2 separate regions of the Mus musculus genome follow, and region 2 is linked to region 1. A link is a contact called in public promoter capture Hi-C data. All regions are on one chromosome and are shown on one strand. The core of a region is the stretch at or near the end of the contact, and the rest is flanking DNA. Distances in the headings are between cores, read along the strand shown.

Region 1 (5,332 bases), core at 1,416-3,915:
TCAGCAGTTAGAATCCATGACTAAAAATTCCCAATGTCCACCACAGAGCTCACTGGAGAAATGTAACTTTTTGGCTTTTAAACAAAGCCAAACAGGAACAAAGCTTACATTGTGAGATGGAAAAGTTATGAGTTAAATATATGAATTTTTAACAAAAAATTAGGAGTTGCAGAGATAGTTCAAAGAACTTGCTGCTCTTACCAAGGATCTGGGTTCAGTACCCAGCCCGTGTGCCTCACTATCACCTGTAACTCCTGTTTCAGGGAGGTCCTGGCCTCTGTAGCACCAGGCACACACAAGCCATACAGGGCTGGAGAGGTGGCTCAGTGGTTAAGAGCACTGACTGCTCTTCCAGAGGTCCTGAGTTCAATTCCCAGCAACCACATGGTGGCTCACAATCATCTGATGCCCTCTTTTGGTGTGTCTGAAGACAGCTACAGTGTAGTCATATACATAAAATAAACTCTTCTTTAAAAAAAAAAAAAAATCATCAGCCAGGCGTGGTGGCGCACACCTTTAATCCCGGCACTCAGGAGGCAGAGGCAGGCGGATCTCTGAGTTCGAGGCCAGCCTGGTCTACAAAGTGAGTTCCAGGACAGCCAGGGCTATACAGAGAAACCCTGTCTCGAAAACAAAAAAACAAGAAAAAAAATACAAACAAAAAAATTCCCCCCAAAACAAAACATTCATACAAAAAACTAAATGGAAATATAAAATGTCCACATCCCCATTCTTACAGGGTAAAGTGAGGAGCCCTCCAGGATTGATGGAACATCACATGTATGATGCAACCCTTTCCAAATTACCTTGGTTAAAGGAAATAAGCTTAATACAGAAGAAACTGTGAAAGTTCATGTCCGAGCTGGGCTTTTTCACGGAACCGAGCTCCTGTGTAAAACCGTCGTAAGCTCAGAGATATCAGGAAAGAACGACCATATTTGGAATGAACAACTGGAATTTGATATTAATATTTGTGACTTACCAAGAATGGCTCGATTATGTTTTGCTGTTTATGCAGTTTTGGATAAAGTAAAAACGAAGAAATCAACAAAGACTATTAATCCCTCTAAGTATCAGACCATCAGGAAAGCCGGGAAAGTGCATTATCCTGTCGCATGGGTAAATACCATGGTTTTTGACTTCAAAGGACAGCTGAGGTCTGGAGACGTCATATTGCATAGCTGGTCTTCGTTTCCTGACGAGCTGGAAGAAATGCTGAATCCCATGGGGACTGTGCAGACGAACCCATATGCCGAGAACGCCACCGCCTTGCACATTACGTTCCCAGAGAATAAGAAGCAGCCGTGTTAGCATCCTTGTCAGGATGCTGCACTGATGAACCCAGATAAAGGGAAGGTGAGTTCAAGAGTCTGGGAGGTTTTTTAGTTTGGCTGCCTGGTCTGTCCTGGGATTCCATGGTCCAATCTGACCCAATTCACCTACTTCTCCAAGAGCTCAGAATGGCCATCCAAATCTCCCACTGCCATGTCTCACTGGTCTTTTATACCCTCTCCTGACCACACTCCATAACATTTTTTTTTTTTTTTGGATAGTGTTTCTCTGTGTAGCCCTGGTTGTCCTGAGACTCACTCTGTAGATCAGACTGGCCACCGAATTGCTGGGATTAAAGGTGTGTGCCACCACCGCCTGGCCTGACGTCTTGTGCTGCCCATACAGACCCCGCCCCCTGCACTCAAGCTCCTCCCCATACTTCCTCTGGGCACCATCACTGCTGGGCTTAACTACCACTTAGTCAAACCCACATGGCCTGTGCTTTTTACCACTGAGGGAGGCTGCCTTCTCAGAAGGCCCACTTGCCCTTAGTGCTGACCATTTACAGGCAGGTCATGGACTCCGGGAAGGGAGAAAACCATCTGATTTTGTATTTCCAGGCCCTGTAGGTCTGGCTTATGGACAAGCAGTGTGAACTCTAGGGACAGATCCCAACAGACGCCTGCATAGCTCCCAGGTTGGCCCATGCACTAAGGAGGCCAGGATCCACCTTGCCACACGTGCCACCCCTCAGCACCATCTCAGGCACCTCCTGAGCTATGACAATTAGTGCGAGAATGACTGGGGCATGGTATTCCAGTGGCATACCCCTGGTTTCCGGTGCAGATTTTACGGTGACAAGAGGATCATGACAAGACCGACAGGCACCAGAACCCCCTCTGCTCATGAAGAACTCACAGGCGACACGGCTTCCAAATGGCCTCACTTCTCCTCAGCTTGACCACAGCTTCTCAAGAGAACCCCAGAACCCCAGACTCTTGGGGACTTGCCTTCATTCTGCTGGGTGAATATTCCTTTGGGAAATATTGCTTCTCACCACAGGGAAAACAGCAGGACAGATGACACACCAGGAAATGCCATTTAGATTCAAGCGCGGTGAAATTTTGTCAAGCAAAAATAGTCTTTATTCAAATTTAATGGAAACAGGGGTCACTATACTTTGCAAGACGGGGAAAAATAAAATTAAAAAAAATCTTTCCTTTTAATATAAAACAATATAATCACAATACCAGAATGTGGAGCTCCTACAGTGTTACTTCCTAGGGGCTACGCAGGGATCCGTTTCTCTCCACTGTGCTATTCACAACGTTGGTAAGTCCAGAAACAGGAAACCGAAGTGGTGGGAGACTGAAGACTTGCACTTTCACTACGTGGCACACATCAAAGGGCATCGATTCAAGGGCAGACGGCTGAGCTCAGCACACCTACCTACGCCATCACTCCAGCCTGAGAAGCCAGCCGTCTGGGTGCCGAGCTCCCTATAGCCGTGGCCAGGCCTGAAAGGCAGGCGTCTGGGTGTCCTACTGTGAGTAAGGGGAGGTCTGAGGAGCTGCTTTCAGTAGAGCGGGAAGGCCTGGCGCCTGGAGGCTGACCGAGGAAGCACTGAGATTGAACAACTGAGACACACCTTTAGGGAGTTAATGTACAGCAGTGACGGGTGTTCTACTTCACTCTTGTGCTACGGCTACCAACATGTACAAAACACTTCTCGGCAGTTCCAGCGTGGCAGAGCCAGTTAGGACCTTGAGTGGGACCTGGATCTAGACCGGGAGGGCGACCTGGAAGCAGACCTGGATGGAGACTTGGACCGAGAGCGTGTTTTTGAAGCCGATTTTGACCTGGAGCGCGACTCTGCCGGGACATTGGGTTTGGATTTGGAGGTGGATCTTGACCTGGCCCGGGGCTCTGGATTGGGGGCCTCGCTCTCACCCTCTGCCCGGCTTTCCCTCTGGCCAGACTCTGCCTTGGCATGTTCGCGCTCCTTTGACACCGAGCGGGACGGTGACCGGGAGTGGTCGGTGTCCTTCTTCTTCTTGCTGCTGCTGCTACTGACTTTGCTGTCCCGCTTGCTGCTGTGTTTTCGGCTGCGCTCGCTCTTGCTGCGGCTGCGGCTTCGACTTTCGTCCCTGCTTCTCTTCCTTCCCTTCCGCTTGTCCTTGCTGCGGCTGCGGCTCCGGCTGCCCACCTTGCTCCGGCTGCGGCTGCGGCTCTTGAGAAGGCTCTTCTCCTGGCTGCGGCTCTTCTCCTGGCTGCGAGCCCTGCTCACGCTCCTTCGCCTCTCCTCCTCTGCTCTCCTCTCCTGGCTCCTGCTCCGACTTTTACTGTCATGGCGGCTGGGGCTGTGGCTCTTGGCTTTGCCGGCGCTGTCGTTGTTTTGGAGCTTGTCCTCGGCGTGGTCTTTACTCTTACTGCGGCTCTTGTCAGGGCTGCGGCTGCGACTGCGGCTCTTGTTGTCTTTGCTGGGGCTCCGGCTTTTCTCCTTCTTACTGCGGCTGCGGCTCTGACTGCGACTGCGGCTCTTGCTGCGGGAGTGGGAACCTGACCTGGAAGACAGAGGAGCCGGGTGAGTAATGGGTGACTAGCCACTTTCTGTCAGGAACTGGAGAGAGCACGGGCATGCGTGTGGGGCGTGGGAGCAGGGGAGCTGCAGGCCCACCTGGATCGAGACCGGCTCTTCGAATGGCTGCTTTTACTGCTACCACTCCGGCTTCTGCTCTTCCGGGAATGTCTGCTTCGAGAGCGAGACCTGTGGTGCAGAAAAACAAAAAACAACATAGTTTTTGAGACAAGGTGCCAGTAACCTTGGCTAGCCCGGAACTTGCTAGGTAGAGCAGGCTGGCCTGAACTCACAGAAATTCACCTGCTTCGACTTCTTGAGCCCTGGGATTAAAGGCGTTAGAAAAAAAGACAATTTAAATTGCCTGTAAGGGGTTTGACATTTGCTCAGTGGTTTTTGGAGAGGACCAGGGTTCAATCCCAGCACCTACATGGTGGCTCACAATCATCTGTAACTCTAGTTCCAGGGATCCAACACCCTCCTGAGCTCAGCAGATACTAGGCATGCCCGTGATATGGAGACCACTTGCTGATCCTGCAGAGGACTCAGGTTTGATGCCCAGCACCAACATGGTGTTTCATAGCTGTAACTCCAGTCTCAGGGGAACGGATACATCATCTAGCCTTGGCAGGTAGCAGGTACACACATAATACAGACACACATGCAGGCCAAACACCCCAACCCCAAATTTTAATTATATAAAAGATTGTCTAATTATATTAAAAAAGGCTATCTAGAGTCAACCAAGACATTCATTCCTTCAATGAACAAACAAAACAAAAGAAAAAAACGAAGCCCCGCTCTACATAATAGTTTGGCAGTGGTGCACTTGTGCTCACAGACAGGAGGTGGACTGTTTCAGGTTAGAGACGAAACAGCCTTCTGCTACACGACTGAGCTGGATCCCGGCCAGGAAACACTACAGCATAAAAATACCCATGGAGCAACTGCGTAAATATAAACATGGCTTGGATATTTGGTGAAGACAGTTATGTATTGTGTTCTTGGGGACTTTTAGATTAGTGCTATAACTTACAATGTATGAAATACACACAAAGGAAGGAAAGAAAAGAGAGAGAATACTGCAAACATATTTGCACACTGGTCTTTCAACCTTTAGGTCTAACAGTGCGCACAGGAGAGGTGTGGGGAAGCAGTCAAGTCCACTGGCATGAAAAGCAAACGAGTGAGACTCAGGGCTCTGACCGCAGCTGTTGGAACCACGAGTACTGAGATCATGGTCCCCAGAGACACGGAGAGATCGCGTTGTTTCTGGATATTGCTCAGCTCAGTTAACTCACACATATGTGACAGGAGTTAGGTACAGAGCACTACTAATGCCACAGCCTTGCTGAAATGCCCTAATACCTCAAGCCCTAGCCTGGAGGTCATAGGAAATACCAGGCAGCACATCATGCGCTCTGGTAACCCAGCTGTGGGAAAACGTATGCTGCATGTAAGTCATACCTTCTCTACTCTGGG
Region 2 (5,332 bases), core at 979-3,478, 250 kb before region 1:
AAAGAAATACAGGAGAGAACTGATTTCTGTTGAAGAAAAAAACAACAGCTGGGTCAAAAAGCCAGATGGAGGATTTTCTAACTATCACTATCAGACCGAGCTGCCCCAGGGGGCTGTTAGCTGGAGGGCTGTTACCAGGTATACCGCTGTAACGGAGAAATCTAGAGAAGGCTCTCCTCCCCTCACCTGGCAACCTGCATTGCTGGGCTCAAGCTCAGGGTTCCTTACCTTCTGTACACAGCACCCAGGCCTCCACCCCGAGAGCCCCAGTGAGTCATAGGAATGGCAGGTCTGAGACTGTCAGACTGCCCCTTCCTTGCAAGCTCTGTCACCTCTGCCCTAAACAAATGCTCCAACAATCCTAAACTTGGTCAGTGTAGAGGTGATTGCTGCCAAGCCTAATGATACCGTTCTGATTCCTGGGACCCTCCAGAACTCCAGCTTCTCATCTCCACACTGCACTGTGGTAACTCCTTCTCCAATGTTATATAAGCAGGGGGAACCTGAGACCAACGTCTTGGGAGATGCTCTCTGACCTTTTGAGCTGCCTGAAGTCATGCAGAGAGCTCCAGCTGTCACTCATTTGGGGTTGCCTTTCAGTGATGCGTCTGCCTGGGAGCTAACCGTGTTCCTGTAACCCTTCACCCATATTCCTCCCAGTAACCCCAATAAACTCACTGGTTCGTCCAAATGGGCTTCCGCTGTACGGTTACTTTGGTCTGCTGTCCGTTGCCACTCTGGGGTGAGTCGATGGTTGTCCTCTGGAAAAGTGTCACACATGAAAGGCAGAAAGAGCTGAAACCATGTGGGGGGGGAGGGCCTGTAGTCAGACTGCCTACTGGCCGCAAGTCTGCAGGGCTGCATGTAGAGACAACAGCCATGTCAACAGATTCAGCAAGAATTGAAGGTCAGAGGAGACCACTACAGAACTGGCAGCCGTTGAGAGGCAGAAACAGGCCCAGCAAGATGGCTTGGCAGGAAAGGCTACTAAGCCTGCCAGCCAGTTTGAACCCTGGGTCTCACAGGGCAGAAGGAGAGAACCAACCCTCCCAGATTGTCCTCTGACCTGGGATATACATGCCTTATGCACTACACATATATACTATACAAACACACACACACACTACACACATATACCACACACACAAGATATAAGTAAAACAATTTTTTTTTAAAGATAGAAAAAGAGAGTAGTCAAGAATTAGTCTCAGGGATTACAGAGATGGCACAATGGTCAAGAGCAGTAGTTGCTCTTCCAGAGGACCCAGGTTCAATTCCCAGCACCCACATGGGAGTCTGTAACTCCAGTTTTAGGGGATCTGACGCCCTCTTCTGACCTCCACTGGGCACCATGGACACACGTGGTGCACAGAAATACATGCAGGCAAAACACTCATAACTGTAAAAGGAAAGAATGAACCTCTCTTTTGCATTTTGTTTTGCTTCTAATTTTCTTGAGACAGGGTCTCTTTGTGTAGCTGGCCTGGGATTCACCCTGTAGACTAGCTATCTCTGCTTCCCCAAGTGCTTGGATTAAAGGCATTCACCACCACTGCCCAGCCAGTTTTGTTTTTTGTTTGTTTTTCAAGACAGGGTTTCTCTGTGTAGCCCTGGCTGTCCTGGAACTCACTTTGTATACCAGGCTGGCCTCGAACTCAGAAATCCGCCTGCCTCTGCCTCCCAAGTGCTGGGATTAAAGGCGTGCGCCACCATGCCCGGCGCTAGTTTTGTTTTTAATATAGTATTTTTATTGTCTTTAAGGATTTCCTACATACACACAGTGGATCTTAATCATAGTCTCTCCTTGAGTCTCAGATCCTACCGTCAGCAACCAGATGGTAGGCGCCAATCTTATATTTTTTTTCTCTCGTTTGTTGGATGCTCTCCTGATCTCATCCAGGCTCTGAAGATGTCCAACTCTCTGGCGATGAGATGAAATAAGGAAATCTGACCTCGGTATCAGGGATGCTGTCGAGAGAAGCTACTGATGTGCAAGTGCTCTGGGAAGCCAAAAGTGCTTTGCAAGTGAGAGTGGTTATTATTTTATGGTCATCTTCACATTCCTCTTCCCTCCAGGGGCTCACAGATGGAGGTGGACTGAAAGGCAGCCCAGGGGAGCTGCTAAGAGGCAAGCCAGCTGCTGTATTTTGCACCAGGCAGATTTGTCTTTCTGGCAGGTGGGAGCCACATTCCCACGTACTAAATTGCTAATAGCTTCCCCGGGGAGTTTCCTTTCAGCTCTGACTACTGCAGTGATTGCTGTTGCTCCCGTGGCTGACTGACGCCTTCTGATGCCCTGGGCTGGCCCCGGATTTCCCATCCAGTTTTGGGTTTTGCCCCTGAAGTTAGGGATGGTGTTAAACACCAAGCCCAGCCCAAAGTTTTCAGTTAGATTTGGAGGGCTTTTGTCTGCTCTGTACTGTAACAGAGGTGGAGGTGTGATGTTCACGTCTAAACCCCCAGCACTTAGAAGACAAAGGCAGGGGGAGTGTGAGTTCAAGGCCAACCCTGGCTACACAGTCAGAATGCCCCACCCCCAAAACAAAGAGTGGGAACAAACACAAGGATTTCCTGGTTTCCAAGGGAGTGATCCCCTATATACTGGAGAGAGAGGGTGGTCAGAGGCAACCAGCTTTGCTCTGGGAGGTAGGAGCCTAGGTGTTGGGGTCACACACATTTGGCACCTCTGCCAAGAGCTGAGCTGAGATTTCCAGTCAACCTGATAAGGCCAAAATCCTCATAGCCATTCAGGTAAACCTGGAGATGAGAAGAGTTTACTACTACTCCTCCTCCTCCTCCTCCTCCTCCTCCTCCTCCTCCTCTTCCTCCTCCTCCTCCTCCTCCTCCTTTTGGTACAAGGGATTGAACTCAGGGCCTGATGAAAGCCAGACAGGTGCTATGTAATATATCCATAGCTCGGGAGCAAGATATCTGTAGAAGTTGGCTTGGGCAGGCAGGAGACCCAACATCTACCAAAGGAATGATAATAGCAGACGCTCATGCCTACCTGGCTTCAAACCCCACACCTGGTGGAAAGATTTATTTATTTCAGCTTCTGGCTTCACCTGTGACAGAGCGTGATGGTGGGCAGTGTGTGGGAAGCTGGGATGCAGAAAGAAAAAAGCTAACTAGGCCAGGGCAAAAATCTCTCCTTTGCTGGGTAGTAGTGGTACACCTTTAATCCCAGCACTGCTGGGGTCCAGCTTGGCATCCAGTTTGGGTACATGGGGAAGGTAGCTGGGGGGGCATTAGTGATCAGGGCCAAAGCTGTTGACTTTTGACTCTGTCTCTATCTCTAGAGCCAGAAGCTGATGTCTTCTGGCAATTTAACTTTTTCTTGCTATTCCAGGTCCCAAAGCAGCTGGCTCCTGGCAATTAACTTCTACTGATAGCAGCAGGGGAAAATAGATACTTGGATTCTCTCTCTTTGACTGAGGTCTCTCACTGGCCAGGCAAGAGGCCTGGAGTTCCTTAACTCTTTGTGAGCCAGAGAGAAAAGGAAAGAGAGGAAAAGAGAGAAAGTTGAGGCGTACACAGAGACACACACAGCAGATGAAGCCGAAGGCTGGACCCTTGCTTGCTTCACTATAGTTCTTAGTTTTTATACTTTCTCAGGATAATTGATCACACGGTTTTCTAAAAATGTTTATATTCCATAACTTCATAGTAAGTTTAAGACCATAGTTCATGCCATAGATTGATAAAACTTACAGAGTTGCAGCAGAATTGTTTACACGTCTTTCCAGTAAGACTAGTATCTGACTAAACATTGAGTACTTGTTACTAGCTCCAGTAGTTCATTATAAGTTTCAGGCAAGAATTTTTATGTCATAAGTTAGCACAGTTTCGACAAGAGACAAATCGTCTGCCTTGTGTCTTATTATTTTGAAGTCTTGTCTTCTCTGCCACAGGGTACAGCTTCTTAGGGTACAGAATACGCGGAGTTTGACTGGTGCTGGGCCATAGGGAGGTGCTAAGGCCCACTCAGGGTGGGAAAGTGCAGTCTGAGGCATGGGACAACTGGAGCTGGGGCCCAGGGTTCCCAGGCTCTTGGACACCCAGGGGCTGCTGGAAGTCGCAGAAGAGCTGAGAACAGAATTTGAGCCCAAGAGCTGGATCTAGCCCAGGGCTGGGGGCAGGGGATGGGAAGGAGGGCTCCGGCTTGTGGCTGGGAGTGCAGAGGCCTTATATGGGAGATTAGACAGTGGCTCCGTAGGTAAAGGCCTTCTCCATGGCTCCCCATGGCAGATCCCAATGAAAAGAGACAGTTTGTAGTTCCCAATCATTTATTGTCATGGTGGGAAGTGGAGGTAAAACCATACCCCACTTCTCAGGGTGGGCCTTTTTCAGGGAGGAATGTCTGGAAAGGAAAGCTTATTGGCTATGCCCTCCAGGCCTCTTTGTACCTCATTAGAATGGAGAGCTCTGGAACCTATGTGACCATAGGTCACATCTTTTTTCCTATTGACTTGGTCTGAGATGTTACAGATACCTCATCTACATGTGGAAGGGCTTAGGGCATTGCCCTTATGTGACTGATAGCCACAAATCTAGGGCGGGGTGGGGGTGGGGCTGCAGCTAGTGCCAGGGGCCTGGTGCCCAGGAGCAGGTGAAGCTTCTACCATCCCTTAAGGATTCTCAGGGCTTCAAAGTCTTTAGCTCAACTGAGGACCAGGCTACCTCTCACTGCCCCACAGTCTTGTATGGATAAACTAGCCCATCATTTATTTTCTGTCCTCGCACCTACAATCGATTGTCCATTCCCAGTTTATGACCTTTAGTTACCAGATAGTAGCCTCATTCCTAGAGTAGAAGGAATGTTTTCATTGATTGTAAATTTGTTCCAAGCCTGGTTTTTTTGTTTTTGTTTTTGTTGTTGTTGTTGTTCCCTAGTGCAATTATCCCATGACACATGAAGGTTTACAAAGCTCTAATCGCAACTTTCATTCTATAGGAGACTTGAAATTACTTGTATCAATTTAGGAGTTCTATAAAATCATTATCAGAAATTATGAAATCATCAGTTCACCTACATATCATTACTACATGAAAGTACATCTTCGTACTGATTCTGCAGGAGATCTGCCCAATAGTGTGGGCTGATGCCCAGGAATCATTGTGCTGTGTAATAGTGGCAGGAAAGACATCTCAACAGTGAGAAGCACTCCTAGGATGAAGTCTCTGGGGCTGTGCCTCTCCAGAGTGCATCCATCATAGCCACACAGAACAGTGAGCCATCTCCAGGAAACTCCTTTGCTTGCCATAGACTTTCCTAGACAGATCCTGACACAGCAGTCAAGAGGCAGAGGCAGGAGGGTCCCTGTGAGTTCAG

What was found. Promoter capture Hi-C pulls out the DNA fragments that hold promoters and counts their contacts.
Region 2: a promoter capture Hi-C map of embryonic stem cells shows a contact between it and region 1, with 3 times the contacts expected there. The contact joins two enhancer-like sites. A contact is called at or near these places in 5 of 39 promoter capture datasets (embryonic stem cells and stem cell-derived epiblast-like cells), 7 of 484 Hi-C or Micro-C datasets (embryonic stem cells, gonadal supporting cells and myocytes), 6 of 115 datasets of contacts at active chromatin or transcription factors (embryonic hindbrain, embryonic stem cells, forebrain and 1 more) and 1 of 9 other capture datasets (embryonic stem cells).

The regions. Positions count from the first base shown.
Region 1 is chr4:131,898,769-131,904,100 of GRCm38.p6, reverse strand. Srsf4 (serine and arginine-rich splicing factor 4) reads right to left here. Exons shown (of 6, transcript NM_020587.2): 5 at 3,950-4,039; 6 at 2,376-3,836. The coding sequence ends at 3,029. It overlaps Gm12992 (predicted gene 12992), which reads left to right. Exons shown (of 5, transcript NR_102393.1): 5 at 740-4,623. It also overlaps the pseudogene Gm12978. Among named protein-coding and RNA genes, the nearest start is that of Gm12992, 19 kb to the left of the region's middle. Within about 2 kb of position 2,665, at least 14 of the 459 cell types and tissues checked have an H3K27ac peak or open chromatin away from gene starts, as enhancers often do. A contact at or near this core is called in embryonic stem cells, where this site is marked.
Region 2 is chr4:132,152,342-132,157,673 of GRCm38.p6, reverse strand. No RefSeq gene overlaps it. Among named protein-coding and RNA genes, the nearest start is that of Oprd1, 11 kb to the right of the region's middle. Within about 2 kb of position 2,228, at least 21 of the 459 cell types and tissues checked have an H3K27ac peak or open chromatin away from gene starts, as enhancers often do. A contact at or near this core is called in embryonic stem cells, where this site is marked.